2 separate regions of the Sus scrofa genome follow, and region 2 is linked to region 1. The links are chromatin contacts, called in public Hi-C maps. All regions are on one chromosome and are shown on one strand. Each heading gives the region's core, a stretch centred on a gene start, on an enhancer-like site or on the middle of the called end of the contact. The rest is flanking DNA. Distances are from core to core; before and after follow the strand shown.

Region 1 (3,885 bases), core at 999-3,498:
CCAGCCAACCCCTCATCAGGTGTCCCTCCTACATGGCAAATGAGTGCTCCACGGCTGTGCCCGAGGATAAGGTTCCCATTTGTCGTCACCACTAAATCAGACACAACTGTAGGATCTGACACAGAGCAAAAGCTTAGTAAATACTTGTAGAGTGGTACTGGGTGTTTGATAAGCATTAGCTGAATTAAAGGATGAACAAAGAATCAAAGCAAGATTAAATCTGGTTTTTGAAACATAACTTGACAACAATGTACCAATGGTCTGGTTCAGAGACTATTTTAGTGCTGGGAATAAAAAGACAAGGAGGAGTTCCCACTGTGGTGCAACTCGATCGGTGGCAGCTCTGGAGCACTGGTTCAACCGCCCAGCCCGGAAGAATGGGTTAAGGATCCAGCATTGCCACAACTGCAGCATAGGTTGAAACTGCAGCTGGGATCTGATCCCTGGCTGGGGAACTCCACATGCTGTGGGGTGGCGACAAAAAGAAAGAAAAAAGATAAAACAGAGCCTGCTTTTTGAGGAGGTCTCTGGGGAGACAGACCCAGGAATGACAAAGTACAGCATCGCTGAAGTGCTGTCTGCTAAAGGAAAGCAAAGCCCTAGTGGAGCATCAGGAAAGGAAAGGATAAACTTGGAACAGGGAGCAAAGGAAGTGACATTTGAGCTAGGTTTTGAGGAAAGATGAGAAGTTTGCTAGATGGAGAAGAGGAGGAAGGTGTGTTCTCGCCAAGCCCTGTTCTGTGACTGGAATCATGAAGAGGGGATTCTAAGGGCTTGGAGTCTGCTTGTAGAGTGGATGAAGGGCTAGATGTCAGGAAGGCAGCTTCGGTCAGGAGGATCCTCACCTGCTTCGCACCTGTGCAGGCTCCACATCAAAGTAGGGTCTCAGGATGTCGATGTTGGCGTACAAGCTGAAGGCCCTAGAGGCTTGTCTCTTCCCCGCCTGCCACATCTGAAGCAAGGAAGACCGGGTGGGGTGGGAGGGTATCGTGAGACTCTTGGCTTTAAGGCCCTTTTGCTTATTTCTTGTTGGATCTCTACATGGTTCTAACTGGACAAGCTGGGGTGAACTTCACTAATACCAACTCAGAACCAGAGGCCTCAGGATACTTTTCCACCTGTCAGAGAGCCAGTCTTGCTTACCTGATCAGCCACCTGCCGGCTCAGCTGTCCCTTAAAGCCCTTCATGCCCAGAAACTCCCCATCCTCTTCTTCAGCGGCAGCTGCATCAGCATCCACTTCTTCCTCACGCAGGCGCTGATGCAGCTCACCCATATCCTCGAAGCTGGAACCTGAAGTATCATCCATGTTCTCCATGTCAATCACAGCTGAGCCCCCACCCTGTGAAGACAACGGATCCCACAGTGGAGGACCTTTCTGCTCCATCCGTTATGTCCTTCTCTGTTCACCGGAGAGCTTGGAGCTTTGTCCTTTCACTGCTGGAGATACGGCTTAGAATTACCATAGACCATGCCACTCCCCTCCCCTCAACTGCTCTCAGAACCTTTGTTTGGCTCTCTTTTCCAGCCTGGGAAACCTACTCCCTGTCTTCCATACGTGTCCTTTTCCTACCAAAGCCACAAAAGGCTGCAAAAGTGCCCATTTCCTTTGTGTTTTCCACCCCAAAACAAGGCTGCGCGCACAGTGTGGTTTTGGCCAGTGAATCCCGCCTACCCCCCATCCCACCCTCGCCCCTGGCCGTGCCCGACCTTCTAAGTTGTGCGGAAAGCAAGAGCAAGGGGGCTCAGAGGTACTAGTGTGGACCTTTTAGGTCCGCACTAGTTCCACTGCCTTTCACGTGCACGAAGACCCAAAGAAGACAAAAAGTTCTGCAAACGGAGCAGACTTCCAAGGCTCGAAGGAAGAGTCCCCATGACACTTCAGGACAGCTGCAGGCCGTGGGGCTGCTGGCAGCCGGAGCCGTGGGGCGCTTACCTGGATGTTTTCATCGAATCCTCCCCATTCCGGGCCAGCCCCATTTCGGGCGCCGCCGGCCGGCGCCGCCGGAGTTGCCATGTCCCTCGAGGGCTCCCGTCGCTGAAGCCCGCGCTAGTCCCGCGCGCTGAGGAGGAGTGGGAGAGATGAGGGCCTGACGGATGGACAGGTCCAGGGACTAGAAAGAAAGGTGGGATCGGCCGGAACGCAAAAAGGAGAAAACCGGATGTTTGGTTAAAACTGACTTCCGGTATCTGAGGACGTGGACGGAGGCGGGGCAGATTCTCGCGATATTTAGGATTCCGGGAGGTGGTGTGTTGCCACGGAGACGGGGCAGGGAGACTAGAACGCACGCGCAGGCTTGGTACTCTAGTCACATGGTGGAGTTGAAGATGGCGGCGGCTCAGGCTGTGGAGGAAATGCGGAGCCGCGTGGTTCTAGGGGAGTTCGGGGTTCGCAATGTAAGTCTTGTGGACTTGACCTCGGGAGGAGAAATCAGAGCGGAGCAGGGATGAGTTAGAGTCGGAGTGGGGATGAATTTGGCCTCGCTGCTCCTTCGCGAACAGGTTCGTTTCTCTTTGCTCTAGGTTCATACTACCGATTTTCCCGGTAACTATTCGGGCTATGATGATGCCTGGGACCAGGACCGCTTCGAGAAGGTGGGTAGAGCTGGAGGTGTTCAGAGAGGGTATGAGGATCGGATCTTGCACTCTGAACATCCTGTTCCTCGGAAACTGCCTTGGGGGTTCGCTCTGGATGTGTTAGGCACTCGATGTGCACAATTTCTGCTTTGTTCTACAAGCTAACGAGATGGTTCGGTCTTTTTGGAAAAGAGTACAGGTAACACGACTCTAGTGAGTTGTGGTAAGGGCGATTAACAGCAATAAAGATTGAAGCTGCACTCCCTTTCGGGTGGGACTCGAACTCAGCCAAAACCCCCATTGGAACTTGAACCCATGGTCCCTGACGTAGGAGGGGACTCAAACCCACTGTCTTAATTGATACCGCTCACCTGCTATCGTCAGGACTTCCTGAGCCTCAGGTTTTGTCTCGTGGGAAAAAGAATTCAGCGTGAGGCAAACCGATACACAATAAGTGAATTTATTAGCATAGGACGCTTGTCAGAAATACTAATGAGCAGGCAAGGGAGTGCGACCCAGAGAACAAAGAGGGCTACATTTTTATAATCAAGGTGAAAGTGGGGCGGGGAGAAGACCACCTTATTTCTCATTCTTGGGTAAGATGGTCCAGGCTTGCATCATCAGTTCCTCCTTTGACCCTATATGGTCTAAGGGGGAGTGTCATGGGCTGTTTAAATCATAGGTATATTAGCAGAAGCGGTAACATATGCGAAAATGTGGTAATTCGTTTCAGGTTGCAGAATAATTTCCCCTTTCACCTAGTTTTTTCCCTCTTTCACCTTGTCTACATGCAGCAATGCCAGTCTTCAAGGACCAATAACTCTGACTTCATGTAACAAGATTGAAACCCCATATCTCTTGTCTTGGGTTTTAACTATCAGGACTTGTGGCTTGTTTCTGGTGCTTAGATACACCTGGTCTTCCTTCAAGGTGGTGTAGATTGTTGCTAAGTTACTGGATTCTTAAGTGGTCGGTTGTTGGCTTACAGCAGTCTTCAAACCCCCTTAACATTTCCTTTTTGTCTTTAAACCCTAGTGGGACTTCTAAACTATGTGATTATCCTACTCTATCCCCATCATTCCTTCCTCCAGCTGTTTTACTCCATTATGCTTAAATGAGCAAATAGGGAGAGACCGATCATTAGCTGCTTCCTCCTGAGATGGGTCATAGGTCTGTCTAGAGAAGGAGCATAACACCTGTCCCTCCTCTGTTGGGAAAATAATAAGCCAATGCTGCTTGTTAGTGTTAACCTTGTGGCTTCTGTTGATCTTCCGCATCAGATGATAAATCTATTAAAGAAATCAAGAGA
Region 2 (3,593 bases), core at 94-2,593, 58 kb after region 1:
TTTTGTGTAGAAAAACAAACCTAATAGAACCCAAATGTTTCTGATTCCAAATCCTGTGGCACACATCTATATATCGTAGTTTCCCTCTAATGAGGCTGACTCTATGAAGTTACAATAGAACCCAAATGTTTCTGATTCCAAATCCTGTGGCATACATCTATATATCGTAGTTTCCTTCTAATAAGGCTGACTCTATGAAGTTACATCTCTTAAAATACACAGAGCACAATTATTTTCTCCTAGTGGAGAAAACCCACATACATTGTTTGATGGGAGAATAAGCTCGAATTGTATTAGCATTACCAAATTATACAAGAGTCAGTCCCCATAGCAGAGCACGCGGCAGTCAAGCAAACTACTTTTAGGAAACCAAAGGGCCCTTGCTAAAATGCAAAGTAAGTGGTGGAAGTTCATCTTTGCCCAAAATAGCCCAAGAGTATCACACAATAAGAGACCTGGTGGGGGGTGGTGGTGTGAGAACTAGCCCAGAAATACCCAAGACACAGAAGAGGGTTAGGGAGAAGTCTAAGGATGTAAGTAAAGAGTCACAAGAAGGGCTTGAGTTCGGTTAGAGTGGGTCGGGAGACTGAGTCAGCAGAGAAATGTTTAGTTCAGGGGAGACCATAAAGAATGTAGCTGGGGTTGGCGACCGGTTGGACACGTGCGCTACGAGAAGACGAGGGGATTTTGGGGATGTGGGTTTGGGAAAATAAAGTGAGTGCAGTCGGCTGCGGAGGGGGTCGTGGCGCGGCCAAGAGTGAAAAGAAGTGGGGAGAGGGGGAGGAGAAAGCAGTGGGAAGTGGTGGCGAGAAGAGGCGGTCACAGGCAGCTATGGATCAGAGAGTGTCCCGAGAGAAGGGCAGGCGCGGCAAGTAGAGAAGGCGGGGAGTGGGAAGAGGCGCGGAGAGCGGCGAGGGGAAGGCCCCCCGGGGTGGGGGGGACGGAGGTCCAAGGGCCGCGTGGGCGGGAGGCGGCCGGAGTTATTGGCTGCGCCAGGACGGCTGGAGCTGGGGGAGGGTCTCGGGGCAGGCCCAGGGCGCCAGACCCCAACTACCTTCAGGGCTTCTAGCCTGTAGCGCTGAGTCGAGCTGGGGTCCATCATGACCGTCACCGCTTTCACCAGCTCCTCGCACAGCGCGTTCACTTGATCCATCGCCATGGTTAGTGCCACGCGCCGCGAGCACGCACCACGGCCGTCCCGGGAGCACGAGGCAAGGACCGCTCCCTGGGCGGGCTCACAAGCTGGTACCGGGCCGCGGCGGGCTGGGGTGGGGGGGCGGTGGGGAGCTGGAGGAGGAGCGTGAGCAGCAGAAGATCCAGCCGGGAAGAAGCCGGCGCTGCGCACGCGCCCAACCCACCACTGCGCATGCGCCCGCGGAAGTGGCGGCTCCCTTGTGACGGTTGCAACTCGGTGGGCGGAGCGGAAGACGTAAGGACCGCGGTGCGCAGGCGCGTCAACGGCCCTCGGCGGCGCGCGCGCTGTCTGATCGCTGACGGGAGGGGCTGTGGGCAGATCGCGCTGGCTCAGGCTGAACACGCCCGGCAGTGCGGACTGTTGCCCCAGGCGAGGATCGTCTGCAGCCCTTGGTCCTTTCCTTGGTCTTTACCGGCAATAACTCTCTCGAAAACGACTGATCCGCTGCCGGAAAGAGGACCGATATTCAAGACCCCTTCATCTTCCTTCCAGTGGACATCGAGCCCAGCATCGGCCGCATCCGCGGGTGGCGGTTTTGCCAGGTGTCACATTGGTAAGAGAATTTAGAACCGTTCGATTTCTGTTTTTAGCCTTTTCGTGTTGTCTTGGCTATTGGTTGTATAATGTAGCAGTGACTGGTGACAGCATGCGGCCGAAATTTCATGAAATAGAAATACTTGCTCATTGAGAAAAGGCCTTGGTATTTATTGCCTCTTAAGAGGATTTTTATGGGGGGAAAAAAAAGGTAGCTCTTGAACCTTCCTCTTCACCTGTTCTTATTTTCCTCGGATGTATCGTCTGATCGGCATCAAACTTGTTTTGTGCAAATTGGGATAAATTGAGATTTTTAAAGATGAATACTTGCAAATACTGAAGGTTTGTACACTTTTGATAATTCGAAGTGCCAAGATTTCAAAGTAGTGTAATCCTTATTCCCAAAGGAGGGTTTTGGCAGAAAGTGCGTTTCACTTTTTATCTTTACACAACTCTTACTTTTTCAAGCAAAATACGTAAACTGAAAATTAAAACAGTTAAAATCTGAATATCCGTTTTGGTGTTTCTGCGTTTAGGAAATGTTTGCTGGGCTTAAGTCACTGCTCCTAATTCGTACTCCACTGCTAGTATTTGTATCTAATATGGTACTATCTGGGGGGGGGCGGTGAGTGTGTGAAACAATGAAGTACTATTTTTAGTCTGGCGTTATCTGTTCCAGTACTACAAAAAAAGCGCTTCCAGATAAAGTGATTGCTGGCATGGTTTTAGCTTATATAAACACTTATATAACAAGTGTTATATAAACACTTATAAGTGTTTAAAGTATCACATTCTGCCTGTCTTAGGTGGGTGGAATTTGTGAGGAATTAATAATGCCTTGACAACTCTGATTTTTTTAATTCGTCATTTTTCTAGCTTTGTTGTTGCATAACACTGTTTTCAAGGTGAATGTTAATTTTTGAAACTTTTTAAACAAGAATACAGTTGAGTGCTTACTCAACTGTATAACCTGTGTTTTTCATATTTAAATAATGAATTACTGGTGTTTCTATAAGTATCTCATTTGTTTTAGGTCAGTGGTTCCTAATCGACTGTATATTGGAGAGAACTTTCAAAAATCAGGAGGCCCAGGGAGTTCCCATTGTGGCACAGTGGTTAACAAACCTGACTAGTATCCATGAAGACGTGGGATCGATCCCTGGCCCTGCTTTTGGGTTAAGGATCTGGCATTGCTGTGAGCTATGGTGTAGGTCACAGATGTGGCTAGGATCCCATGTTGCTGTGGCTGTAGCATAGGCTGGCAGCTACAGCTCTGATTCGACCCCTAGCCTGGGAGCCTTCATGTGCCCAGGGTGCTGCCATAAAAAGACAAAAGACACACACACAAAATTTAAGATGCCCAAGTCACACACACACACAATTAAATTAGATATCTGATGGTAGAAGTCAGAAATCAATAGTATGTAAAAGGTTCCTAGATAATTCCAATCTGTAGCAAAGTTTGGAAGCCATTGCATTGTTTTATATTTTTTCTTCCAGATTTCTAATAATGTTAAATGCAATATTAGTCTGTATCCATAAGTTTTGTTCTTTCGATCTAGCATCCATACCTTTATGTATGTCTCTCTATGAATAGTATGTAGTATTGTTTTCTTCTTGTTTTTAAAAATTTACATGAATGGGAGTTCCTGTTGTGGCTCAGCGGAAACAAACCCGACTAGTATTCATGAGAATTCAGGTTCTATCCCTGTCCTTGTTCAGTGAGTTCAAGATCTGGCATGGCCTCCATGAAGGTCCCAGGTGCAGCTAAGATCCAGCATTGCTGTGGCTGTGGCATAGGCCAACAGCTGTACCTCCGATTCTACCCCTAGCCTGGGAACTTCCATATATGCCCAGGGTGTGG

The links. Hi-C and Micro-C count contacts between places; a contact is called where the count stands out from the background.
Region 2: a contact with region 1 is called in a Hi-C map of liver, with 5 times the contacts expected there. The contact joins the promoter of XPO5 here to the promoter of POLR1C in region 1. A contact is called at or near these places in 1 of 5 promoter capture datasets (liver), 7 of 47 Hi-C or Micro-C datasets (differentiating spermatogonia, heart right ventricle, liver and 1 more) and 1 of 2 datasets of contacts at active chromatin or transcription factors (alveolar macrophages).

The regions. Positions count from the first base shown.
Region 1 is chr7:38,509,273-38,513,157 of Sscrofa11.1, forward strand. It overlaps POLR1C (DNA-directed RNA polymerases I and III subunit RPAC1), which reads left to right and starts at 2,249. Exons shown (of 9, transcript XM_005666040.3): 1 at 2,249-2,396; 2 at 2,523-2,594. The coding sequence starts at 2,313. It overlaps YIPF3 (Yip1 domain family member 3), which reads right to left and starts at 2,161. Exons shown (of 9, transcript NM_001245980.1): 1 at 1,936-2,161; 2 at 1,144-1,341; 3 at 846-952. The coding sequence starts at 2,016.
Region 2 is chr7:38,568,215-38,571,807 of Sscrofa11.1, forward strand. XPO5 (exportin-5) reads right to left here and starts at 1,344. Exons shown (of 32, transcript XM_005666037.3): 1 at 1,055-1,344. The coding sequence starts at 1,159. POLH (DNA polymerase eta) reads left to right here and starts at 997. Exons shown (of 11, transcript XM_003356630.4): 1 at 997-1,748.